Regions from separate parts of the Sus scrofa genome. Here region 1 is linked to region 2. A link is a contact called in public Hi-C data. All regions are on one chromosome and are shown on one strand. The core of a region is the stretch at or near the end of the contact, and the rest is flanking DNA. Distances in the headings are between cores, read along the strand shown.

What was found. A called contact is a pair of places that touch in the nucleus more often than the background predicts.
Region 1: a contact with region 2 is called in a Hi-C map of liver, with 3 times the contacts expected there. The contact joins the promoter of MAOA here to the promoter of CASK in region 2. A contact is called at or near these places in 1 of 5 promoter capture datasets (liver) and 1 of 47 Hi-C or Micro-C datasets (liver).

Annotation. Positions count from the first base shown.
Region 1 is chrX:38,925,271-38,931,821 of Sscrofa11.1, forward strand. It overlaps MAOA (monoamine oxidase A), which reads left to right and starts at 5,185. Exons shown (of 15, transcript NM_001001640.1): 1 at 5,185-5,296. The coding sequence starts at 5,224.
Region 2 is chrX:37,531,649-37,538,030 of Sscrofa11.1, forward strand. It overlaps CASK (peripheral plasma membrane protein CASK), which reads right to left and starts at 4,075. Exons shown (of 26, transcript XM_003360270.5): 1 at 3,868-4,075. The coding sequence starts at 3,926.

The sequences.
Region 1 (6,551 bases), core at 3,935-6,434, 1.4 Mb after region 2:
ATTGGAGCCTAGTCAAGGAGGGCTGCTGTCAGGGCCAGGATCATATTTCGCACGGCCCAGTGCAAAAGGCAAACGCAAAGCCCCTTGTTCAAAACAGGAACCATGAACGCTACATGCAAATGAGGCAATAAAGAACAGAGTACATGCATTTTGTGTTTTTCTCCTCTGTCCCCGGGCCTGCTCCATGGTCTCATTGGGCTTCGCCTAACAAAACACAAGTTCAAAGCTAATTATTGAGAAGCCTGCCCTGGGTGCTGCGGAAGGCACGTGCCACTCATTTCCCCTTTCAAGAAAGGACCCTCTGTGTTCCCTGGTGACTCAGCAGGTTAAGGATCTGGTGTTGTTGCTGCTATGGCTCTGGTTACTGCTGTGGCATGGGTTTGATCCCTGGTGCAGGAACTTTCACATGCTGCGGGCATGCCCCCCACCCCTGCTCCAAAAAGAGCAAGTGAGAGAAAGGCCTCTCTGCCCAGAAGTGACATGTGTGCACGGTTTGCCAGCTTAGATGTTGGTCTTTTCAGGGCAGAATGGCTGAGGTTTTTTTCTGTTTAATTCCACTGAGATCCCATAAACTGAACCTATATGACTCTTAGGCATCATTCAAGATGTCAGACACAGAGTTCCCATTGTGGCTCAGAGGGTTAAGAACCCAACATATTGTCCTTGAGGATGCTGGTTTGATCCCTTGCCTCACTCAATGGGTTAAGGATCCAGCACTGCCACAAGCTTCAGCACAGGGCAAAGATGAGGCTCGGATCCCATGTTGCTGTGGCTGTGGCATAGGCTGGCAGGTGCAGCTCCAGTCGACCCTTAGCCCAGGAACTTCCATACGCTGCAGTGCGGCTGTAAAAAGAAAATATATGTGTTAGGCACTATTGGCTATATGTTCTCTGAATTCATATACAGAATAATATAGGCTGTTTAGGGGCCCTCTAATTGGTCCCAGTACAATACAGTGTGTAGTCGCAATTTTGACTCCCAACACTTAGAGAGTAGCTGTAGATTTTGTTTCTTTTTGGTTTTGTTTACAGCCTTGCCCGAAGCATGTGGAACTTCCCAGGCCAGAGATTGAACCTGCACCAAGCTGCGGCAGTGACAACACTGGATCCTTAACCCGCTGAGCCACAGGAGAACTCCTTCCCACATCTTTTAAAATACTTTCTTTAGGATACTGTCTTCAAATGATATGATTGAAGTTTGCTGTTTTCTGCTGGAATCTTGCAGAAACTCTATACAACAACTTAAGAAAGTCCACGGTTGAGGAGACGGGTTGAGGAGAAGTTAAGCAATTTGCCCAAGGTCACAAAGGAAGGAAATAATACTTGCAGGATATGTCACAATTATTTATGTAGTTATCTTTTTTTTTTTTCTGTCTTTTCTAGGGCGGCACCCGCGGCATATGGAGGTTCCCAGGCTAGGGGTCGAATCAGAGCTGTAGCCGCCGGCCTACACCATAGCCACAGCAATACCGGATCCGAGCCTCGTCTGTGACCTACACCACAGCTCACGGCAACGCCAGATCCTTAACCCACTGAGCAAGGCCAGGGATCGAACCCGAAACCTCATGGTTCCTAGTCGGATTCATTAACCACTGCGCCACAACGGGAACTCCTATTTAGCTACCTTAAAATAACTTTTATTTCTTTATTACAAAAGGTAAACAAAATATACAATTCAAACAAGTAAAGTGAAGAGAGAACAATACTCCTATTTCTGCCCATCTCTTCCACCCACTATTTATATAGTAAGATTCCTCCATTTTTATTTCCAGCTGAACTCCCACTTTGAATCTCAGGCTTTATACTCAATTTCCTACTATATAGGATCATCATTTGGATGCTGCAGAGGCATCTGAAACTCAACATGTCCAAAAACATGCTTATGATCTTCCAAATCCTAGTCACAACCAAGCGCTGTCACTTTTTACGTATAAATGTCTCTAATATGTCCACAGGTCTCCAGCTCCACCGCCACCACTGACCTTAGTCCAAGATGCCATCATCTCTTTGAAGAATTCCAAACTATAGTCTCCCTGTATGTATCCACTCTTGGCCCCTTTGACCCATCATTCACATGGCAGACAAAGGGATCTTTTCAAAATTCAGTCTATCATATTGTTCCTCGCTTAAAATCTTTCAGTGGCTTCCACTGGTTTAGATGAAAGATCTTACTTTGGCTCAGCTGACCTCAGCAGCTTTGTCTCCTGGCTTCTCCCCTTGCCGGAGCTTCACTGGCTGGCTTTCAGCTGCTCCAATGAACCATGCTTCTACCACAGGGCCTTCACCCACATTGTTCTCTCTAGGACATTTTTACATACCCCCCCCCAAGATAACCTCCAGAATGGTTGGGACACCCTAACACTTTATCACTATGGATAGTTCCAAAATAGTATTTCTCAGAGTTTGACTTGACACACCAAGTTACTTCCTCCACAGCTCCTCTGCGTGTTCAATGAAAATCTCCAACTGACTTGCATCCCCAGTATATCCCAAGTATCCTGCCCTGAGCCTAGCACATAGTATGAAATTAAATACGTGAATGAAAAGAAATCAAAGCAGTGGGACTGAGGAGAAAGAGTCACATTAGAAAGGGCCGAATTCAATAGATGCAAACTATTGCCTTTGGAATGGATAAGCAATGAGACTCTGCTGTATACCACTGGGAACTCTATCTAGTCACTTATGAGGGAGCATGATAGTGTGAGAAAAAGAATGTATATGTGTATGTGTGACTGGGTCACCTTGCGGTACAGTAGAAAATTGACAGAACGCTGTAAACAAGCTATGATGGAAAGAGTAAAGATCATTTTTTTAAAAAAGGGCTGAATTCTTTATATCTATTATTTCCTCTCTCTTTGCTTCAAAGTCTAAAAACGTATACCAATTTATAGTCAAAAGTCTCAACTCCTTTGCTAGAAAGTAAAAGCTATTAAAATCGGATAAGGAAAAAGCTAAATCTGTATTTATGTACGGTTTCCTCAACAAGATATTATTTGATACAGATTGGAGGTAGGGGAGGCGGGCAGGCAGGCAGGCAGGCAAGAGAAATGTTTGTAAGTGGGAATGGATATTAGTGAAACTCCTAGAGTTCTCATCACTTTGAATTCCTGTCAAAATGACATCTTTTGAGGGTTCTAACGATGACAAATTCAGCTCTAGGAGGATAAGGAGGAAATTTAAGGAAGGGATAAAACTAGCAAGACAAGAGGCTGACTGCACAATAAAACATATGCATTAAATAGCCCTTTTTTAACACATGTTCGTTTGCTTGTTTTCAACCTTCGCTTTTAAACTTCAGGTCTCACTTCATCCGTGGTAGCTGAGTTCTTAATTTTGTCTCCTACTTGCTTTGATTTTGGTTAAGAACATCAGCTTAAAACAACAACAACAACAACATCAGCTTGAAAAAAACCCCCATCGGAGAACAAATAACCGCCAAGTGCCCCTCTGGGCACAGTGCCCACTTCACCCCGCCCCCTCGCGAGACGCGACTGCGCAGACCTCAACGGCCACTTGTGACGTCACAAAGGAGCAAGACCAGGTTGGGGGGGGCCCTGCCATCACACCTTCCAGGTCCGCTTCCTTCAGTACGCGCTGCTCTAAGCACCAGCCCCTCCCCCCGGGCACCAGCCCAGTTACCCCCCGCCTTTCAGCGTAACAATGAAAGCACCAGGTTGAAAGCCCCACGTGGCCACGCCCACGCTCTCTGGCCACACCCCCCCACTTTAGAGGCGTTGCCGGGCCACACCAGGAGGGAGGGCTTCCCGCGCGCGCGCGCGCCCGGTACAGACGGGGAAGGCGGAGCCCTCGTTTCCCCGCCCCCGAGTGAGCCTGGCTCCGGCGGCGGGCCTCCGAGAGGGCGGATCAGGCACCACTTGGGCGGCTGAGGAGCGCGCCTGTGAGGGAGGGGCGGAGGAGACCAGAACCTCGCCCTCAGCCCCGCCCTCCACCCGCGCGCTCCAGAACAATGAGCGCTCCCTACTCAGAGGCTTCCACTGGCGGCGGCGGGAGCGGGCGGCAGGGAGAGCGCGCGTCCAGAGCCCAGGACCCGGTAACCGCCCGGATCTCCGACCCGGCTTCCACCTTGGGCGCGGCCACGTCCTCCACATCCGCGTGGAGCATCCATTCTGAGTGGCGGACTGCCTCCCGTCCGTTTTCCAGCTCCCCGTCGAACGCGTCCTCACCAGACGTAACACACTCCCGAAGCTTCAGCGCGCCCTCGCGACTCGGCTCCAGTCCTGGCCCGATAACTGACAAGGACATCAAGATTGGCCTCTGGGGCTTTGGCGCCCGCGGCCTGAGCAACCGGATCCCCATGTCTGACCCCCGCTCGACCACCTCAGATGGGGCCGCCCCAGCCTCTAACCTGAACACCAGCAACCCCCCAGAATCTGTACAGGGATCTGTCCCGCCCTCAGCCTCCCCCCAGTTGTCCCCCCAAGAGCCCACCCCACCCTCCGTGTCCGCCTCCCCTGGGGAATCAGTCCCAGAAACTCTTAGACCCAATAACTTCCTACGAGGGCCAGTACAAGGATCCATCTCGCCCTCGATGCCCGGTTTCCTCAGAATATCGGTACCAGCACCTCCACCACCCACTAACACTCCCGAAGCGTCAGTACTTGGGTTATCCTTGCTCTCAGTACAGGGCTCCCCCTGGGGTTCGGTGCAGGTACCCCCCACACCTTATAACTCCCCCCGACTGTCAGTACAACAGTCCAGCCAGGCCTCAGTACCCGACTCCCACCGACTATCTGAACAAAGATCCACCCCGCTCTTGGAACCGTCCCATGAGGTGGTAAGAGGGTCTGCCCCGCCCTTGGTGTTCGGCCTCTCCGGGAGTTCGGTGCAGGCATCTGTCCCGCTCTCCGACTCCTCCATAGTGTCGATCCAAGGGTCTCCCCCGCCCTCAGTGCTCAGCACGCCCCGGAGTTCGATACCAGGACCTCTAACACCCATGAACTCCCAAGTGTCGACCCAAGAGTCCACCCAGCTCTTAGGGTTAAGTTACCCCCTAACAGCGGTGGAAGGATGGGCTCCGCCCCCGGGTTCTCCGGGAGTACCAGTACCAGGGCCCGCTCCGCCCTCAGCGCCCGACTCCACCCGGGTATCGATGGAAGAATCGGCTCCGCCCTCGGGCTCCCCCCGAGAGTCGGTAGAAAAGTCCGCTCCGCCCTTGGCCAGCCCCACTCCTATCCCCACGCCCCGGGAGAGCCTCGGCCAGAGCATGGAGCGTCAGGAGAAGGCGAACAACGCGGGCCACATGGTCGACGTAGTCGTGATAGGAGGCGGCATCTCAGGTCAGTGTGGACTGCATCGATAGCCCCGAGGGACCCTGGCCGGCCCGGGGTGGGGGACCTGCAGTCGCAGGGTGGCGGGTTTATTTTTGGGGGGGTCCTCTCTTGTGCACGCGAGAGTGCCACCGTGGCCGGGCCCCGGATCCTGCCAGGAGGGAGTGGGGTTGAGCCGATTTCGCTGGCGGTGTGAACCGGGGGGAGGCAGGAACAGTCATTTTACTACTACTATGAAATACTAACATTTAACTAGCTCTTGCCGTGCAGTCGTATTTAGCGGTTTACGTGGATTTTCTCAATCCTCAGCAGTCCTGCGAGGTGGGTACTCTGTGCGTCCCAGTTTCGCAAAACCTAGAAACTGAGGTAACTGTCCAGAGGTCGGATCACCTACCTGGGAAGGGACAATGATTTTCTCCCCTTTAAGACCCCCACTCCGATTCCTGAGGCAGTTGCTTTGCTTGATTTCTCCTCCTTTGCCCTAAACAGACAGTCACTATACAGATTTTTGTAGTATGGAGGTAGTCATAGTGTTAACTCAAGTCCCGATCTTCTTACACCTGTTTTCCTTAGAAAATTTGGTAACTGGAAAGGAGAGGAATCATTTAGGAAAAGGTTTAAGGGGGGGGGCTCTTAGTTTCAACCTACCCCTTGCCTGGGTGTTTTTTTTTGTTTTGTTTTGTTTTGTTTTTTTGGTTGGTTGGTTGGTTGGTTTTTGGAACTTGCAGAAAGTGTAGGGCTTTTTATTGCCCGGAGAGAATCCCTCTGTGAAACCGGCTGAGGGCAGGTAAGGGAATGCCCTTTTCATCTCCTTCTCCACCGCCTGAATCTTGTCCTGTGATGAGCCAGCTGGCCACCTTGTTTCCCCCCACCCCGTCCTGGTTTGGGTGTGTAGCTGACCAATTGAATGCTGCCTGAGGCTTCTCTCGGATCTTCCTGGAAACCTCATCATGACTCATATATTAAATTGTCACTTAGGTTTGTTGTCATAATTGGTAAAATGGCTTAAAGTGAGGAACTGTGTTTCAGCTCCAGCTAGAGTCCCACACTCATCTGTCCACGACCTGGAAGAATGTTAAGCAATTCTGAAATGCACTGGCAGGATCTGATTTAGAAAGGGAGAAAGCAGGTGAGAGGGAGTAAGGAGGGTGCCCCAAAGTAGCCATTTTTATGGAGAAGTCTTTTGAGGAGACTCTGAACATGCTTACAGAGTAATTTGGGTGGAGAAAGCTTTTGACTTGGCCCATTCAGGCTAACAGTCTTA
Region 2 (6,382 bases), core at 2,825-5,324:
CATACTGATGTTTTTTAAGAGCTCCCCTGGTGATTCTAATATGCAAGCCAGGTGGAGAACCACTACTTTAATACAGTCTTTGGGGACAATAATTGCTCTGAAGTTGATAAGTATGCTTTTTGCCTTTTAATGAGATTTTATTAAAACTACTCAATCCATTCCATAGCTAACGAGCACTGTTACATTGCAAGCACTGTGTTAAGTAACAAAAAAAAATGTGTAAGATATATTCCCTGCCCTCAAGAAGCTCCCTTTAGCTAGGCAGAGAGACCCATAAATAAGTAACTGTAATTAAATATGGTAAGTGCTCTTAAGATGTAAGCAAATACAGCATGCCTCACAAACTTGTATGTCATCCTTGAGCAGGGGTCATGCTGCATCATTCCAATTTTAGTTTATGTCCTACCCGAGCAGCAAAGCCAGAAGTTATGCGTTACTAAATACCTGGGCAAATATTCAGCCTACACAAAGAGAAAACAGTGTACATTTTGCTACTCTCTTTCAGAGAAACTGCTGTACCATGAAGGTAGGCATTTCTGTTTTAATTTGGATGAATCATTTAAAATTTCCTTCATGTAATATTACTGATTGTGCACTTGCCTATAAAACCATCAATTTGCAAAAGATACAGTAAATGCTCACGACCATAAAAATTAGCCGATTACCTGTATTTGCATAATACCTTTCCTTTCCAGTAACTGCTACATTTGCTAAGACAAGAAGTCTGAGGACAATGACAACACTGGAGATTTGTTTTAATCACTTGAAATATGTTACATGGGAAAACGTTATGGAAACAACAGGCATTCAGGGACCATTTGTAATACTTTCAAAAATAAGAAACACAAGGGAAAAGAGCTTAATTTTTTTTTTAAGATATGGCATCCTCCCAGTATTCACAATGAATCAGGCACATGAATCCCCGTAAGATAGTGGATGAGTGAGTAGATAAGTAGTGAGGTAGGAAAGTGAGTGGGTAGTTAACTGATGGTAAAAAGGTGAAATCCATTTTAAAGCACAGCAGCAAAAATTTAAACCTGTTAAAGCCCTAGGGGTCAAAAACAACTTGTGATACTAATTTGTTATAAAAGAAAAGGCACAATTCCAGAGAAGTTGGATAGAAATCAACAAGAAGGTTTTCAGTTGTACTTCAAGGGCTCTCTCTTTAAATCTAAAGTTGAACAAATTCTGAGTTAAAATGTATGCTGTCCAAGACCCTGCAAGAAAATCTCAAGTGAATTTCAATTTCCAGATCAATATATGCCGAGACAATTTACCGGCGAAAACCTTCAACCTTTACACAGGGTGAGGAGCACTATCCTTACATTCTCTGCCACGAAGGCCACCTTGAATTCATTATTTCATGCAATTCCATATTATAAACGGCACTGACCACGTCAGATTTTGCAGGATAAGAGTGAGATTTCACATGCACAGTAGTTAAGGTAGCCAGAGAGGACCTATCACCTCAGAATGAGCTTGCTCCCTCCCCTCCTTATGCAGCTCTGAAGCAACAGAAGAATCTAGTTCTACCAGAGGCGTTTCCTGAAAATATTCTATCAATTATAAGTCAGCAGAATACTGACTGTGTTGTGATGCTGACCATTTCTTTTCCATATCCAGAGATCACATCATCACTCTTTCAGACCTCAAGGAATCAGAACTAGTTACCAATACCGATTCAGTGATAGCTATATCCTGTCATCACAATAGAATTAACATTTTAATCTCATAATTTTCCGATTATGACTTTGCTGGCTCATTTAAATCAAATACAACTAAGACACAACAAACATTCCCTGGGCATGCATGCGTGCTTGTGTGTGCTACACACACACAATCATTTGGGGGGCTTTAGGAAAACTCACTGGGTGCCAAGAATGAAGAAATCAAGATTTTTTTTTGACATATTTGTCTCTCTAGAACTGTGCTCTTCATGTATGGCTACTGAGCACTTGAAATGTGGCTAAGCCAAATGAAAAACTGAATTTTGAATTTTATTTAATTGTAATTAATTAAAGTTTAAATCTAGAAAGAGACACTCGATTCAGTTATTAAAAAACTTTTAGGTATGTTTGGAACAACTTGGCTATGTGAATCTACCTTTGCAAATGCAAATTTTATGAAACCCAGATACAGAACAAGTATTTCCGATGAAAATTTAGCTTTAGTGTCAGAATTGAGAAATGTGTGCTTAGTGTAAAATACACACTGGATTTTGAAGACCGAGTATGAAAAGACGTTAAATAAAATAGCTCACTAAAGATTTCTAGACTGATTACAGGTTGAGGTGATAATAATCTGGACGTATTGGGTAAAAGAAAATATTGTATTAAAATCAACTGCACCTACTTGCTTTTAATCTTTTTAATGTAGCTATGAGAAATTTTACATATGTAGAATTTGCATATATACAATTACATATGGGGTTCGCTTTGTATATTTTTTGCAGTCCTGCTTTAGAGCCACTTCCACAACCACTTTAGGAGGGCACATTTGGATATCGTTCTTCTAGTAGACAGGCTGGTCATGTAACAATAGGGGCAAGGAGTAACATGTCCTTGTATCAATTGGGTCTGAGGAAAGTGTGTATGTAGCAAGCTCTACCCACAATTTCACCATATGAGACAATACTGTAATACCTCAACATGGAGGGAAAAATAATGAGTTATCAGCACTTAAACAAATTGAAATCCAGTACTGCAGACAACTTAAAAGAGATAAAGCCAATTGCTCTAAGGTCTTGGTTTCATTTCCCAACTGCGGACCTTAAAATAGACAATAAAGCAGAGCTTCTAAAAAGAGGTAACAAATTTCAATGGTAGCTATCTAGCAATTCTTAATAACTAAGCAGAAATTGCTCTTAAATCTTATCTCCCCAACTTCTAAAGCCACAGAACACACGCTGAACTAGGAAATCAACTTCAGATCGCCAGCATTTCCCTCACAAGCAAATTAGCAGGATTGTGCACTTGGAATACTGTTTGACAAGAATGAAAAGGAAACTATTCAAAACAGATTTAAGGAATGGACAATTAGATGAGGAACTGCAGATTTAATTCTCAATCAGCACTGTGATTAATCTGATTCCCTGCTTTTCCCTAGTGTAATTATACAACACAGATGAAAGGATGAGCATTTGGACTGTCAGTTCTATATTCCAGACCAGCCCGGTGACTCAAAGCAGACGGCTCTACCACGCTAACCACCATCCCAACAACAGTCGAGGGAAGCCTCGAACGCTGATTTAACAGTCATTGCATAACGAGGCATTATAAAATTCGGAACCCCCCAACTCTTTCCATGTTGGTCTACACTAGGTGAAGAATTTGCTGAAACTGGACGCACCCCGTCTTAGATGACCCCCTCCAATCCAGGCATGGGGTGAACACAAAGGCATCTATCTAATACCCTGCACAATAGACACACACCCCACAATTTAAAACCCTGGACGTTCTTTCTCTGTCTCTCCACGGAAGCAAAGGAAATGCAAGCTGCTCTTTTCGTTAATGGTCTGTGGTACACGCAAGGTAACAATAAGCCCAACTGTTCCCAGGAAGCAACTATAAAATCGGTTCTGCCACGTCCCTGTGCAACCGTCAGATAAAATGCAGACAGCAGATTTCAGCCGGCCCCACGCCTCAAGGGGTGGCCGACCTCGGCTCGTCGGCCTCCAAAGATCGCCGAGAAGCCCCCAGACCCCCGCCCCGCAGGAGGTCCAGGTACACGTCTATAAATACTCGCAGGCGAGGAGGACTAGGGAGGCGGGAGGGAGGGCAGGGGGCAGGCCCGGGGCGGGTGCGGGAAGACCGGGGCATCACTGAAATGCATTTTCCCACACTCCCGCTCCCTCGAGTGGAGACTCACTTGCCGATCACCTCGCACAGCTCGTACACATCCTCGAATAGCACGTCGTCGTCGGCCATGGTCCGGAGGGGACAGTGGCCGCAGCGTGGAGGGCTCCGAAAACGGGGGTGGGGGCGCCAAAGAGCTCAGTGCCCGGCCCCTGACTCGCCTCCTCCCCTCAGGACCCGCGAGCCCCGGTGCTGAGGACACTCGAGCGGGGTTGCGAGGCCCGGAGACTGCGGCGCCTTCCTCTGCGGGCGACCGCCCCGGCGCGGGCGGCGGGGCCGGGGCGCTGGAGCGAGGGCGGCCCGGGCCCGGCGCCGCCCGCCCGCCCGCTGCTCCTCGCGCTGCTCGGGCCGCGCTGCCCGGCGTGCGGATCCTCGGGGACCGCGCGGCGCCTCGCTCTCCTCTTGTCAGCCCGCGCGAGCCGCGAGGCCGCGACCGCTCCCTCTGTTGAGGCTGGCTCCGGCGCGGCGCGGGGCAGCTCGGGCTACTGGGGGGGCCGCGGCAGGACCATGGAGGGAGGATCACCGCGGAGGGAGGTGGCGGCGGCAGATCGGCGCTGGGGACCAGGAGGCGGCGGCAGAGACGCTCCCTCCTCCTTCTCCTCCTCCCGCCGCCGCCGCCGCCCGCCCGCCTGGGAGTGGGAGGGGGCTTCGCGGGACTGGCTCTCCGTGCGGGCGGGAGCCGCGGCCGCCGCCTTCAGCTCCTCCTCCGCCTCGGCCGCCGACCAGCTCGCAAGCCCCGCGCACCCGCCTCGCGCAGACACGCCCTCTCCCCCTCCGACCGCGCGGCTTCCAGAACCGCAGGCCCCGCCCACTCCAGCCCGTCGGGAGGCGGTGGCCGAGGGAAAGGGAGCGGGGCTGAGCGGCGCATGCGTGCGCCGCGGGTCACGTCACGGTGAACCGGCGGGCGCCGGGAATCTAGAAGGGGCGGGGGGTTGGGGCGCGCGGGCTGCAGCTGCTTCGGCGGGGGTGGGTCAGGGTCGTCACCCTCGCGACCAAGCCGCGGGAGGGGTCGAGGACAAAAGGTCCGCGACCGAACGCACGTTCTTGGTTCGGTGAGGCTAGGGGCTCAGAAGCCCGGCCGCTCCCTCCTTTTGTAATCACGCGAAGCCTTTCCCGGTTTTTGCTGGGAAAGAGTCCTAATGAATGGGAAAACAAGAACAGAGGTGGCGAGGTTGTCACTCCAGATCGTGCTAGGCGGCGGATGCTTTTCGTGCCACTCTGTCACTCCTCAGTGAAAACGAGGGCTGGGGAAGAAGGGTCGTCCACCTACAAGACAAGGACCAAACAAAAACTGTCCAGGAAGGTGTGCAACAACAAATGGCAAATTATAGACAGCTTCTCCTGAATTCTGCCCCAAACTCAAAATATCTATCCAGAGCCTGCCTAGAGAAACAGCCTAGAGAGAGGTCAGGAAGGCAGGAGCATACAGAGACGCTAAATTCCTTTGTATATTGCCCCCTCCTAAGTCCCAGTACCTACTCCGCACCTTTTACTCCCTATAAATGTTATGCATGTCAGGATAAAAACGCAACTAGAGGGAGTGGATGTACAGGGTCAGCCAGGGAGTGAGGTTATGGGTGTTGCCGCTGTGCTAGGTTGTATTCAATATGAAGATTTCTGTTCAACTGAGCATGTGCGGAATGAGCCAACGCCATCAGACAGGTATATGCCTCAGTTGAGGACCAATAAAAAAGTCTTTGTTCTTCTGCATAGCAGAAGTGCCCAATTAGTTCATAAGTCAGCTTCTCGAAATCATCTGGTAAAATTCTCAGTGCGATAATTTTTAAAGAGAGAGAAAGAAAAAAAGAAAGATAGTATTTATCAAAGTGTGTAAAGGGGTGGAGACCCAAATCCTATTTTCTCTTCAGAAACGTTTTCTGCAAACCCTTCACCGCTCCCTTAACAGGCAGAGAGACTCGCCAGTGTTAAGGATTTGAGTACTAGACCCCTCCCCCCCCCCTTCTTTAAAGCGAATCGAAGGGAAGATGTTTTTCCCCGCTTTCCAAAGAGTGTGCGCATTCTCTACAGAAGGGAGCTTTAGAGTCTGGGCAACGTTGCCTCCTGTGACGGTCCCCCAGTTCCAAGTCACTCACTCCAAGTTGGCATGGCCATCCTAATGCATAAGGTGTCGCTCCATTCTGCCCTGAAGTACACAGCGACCCCTCACCTGGTTAGCTTCCCTTCCCTTCCCCAGTCCAAGCCTGAGCTATGCCAAGGCTTACAACTTCATTTTGGAGTTTTATCTTCCACAGAGACCTATGCTCAGAAGTAGAAAAGGACAATGATAAAAGTGGAGTTGAATGGTAAAGACTACTACAGAGATGGGTTTGCACTCTGCTCAAATCACAGCAGGTTTAGATTTGGAAAGTTAAGAGGTTGGCCAGTCCCACTCTGTCATTTACAAATGGGAAGAATGCCACCATGACTTGTTTAACTTAATCAGCTCTTGGCAAGACCTGGTCACTGGCCTTGAGTGGTTCAAGATCTTCGAGTCAGCACAAAGCTCAGGGCTTTTCCCCTGCCCCCAG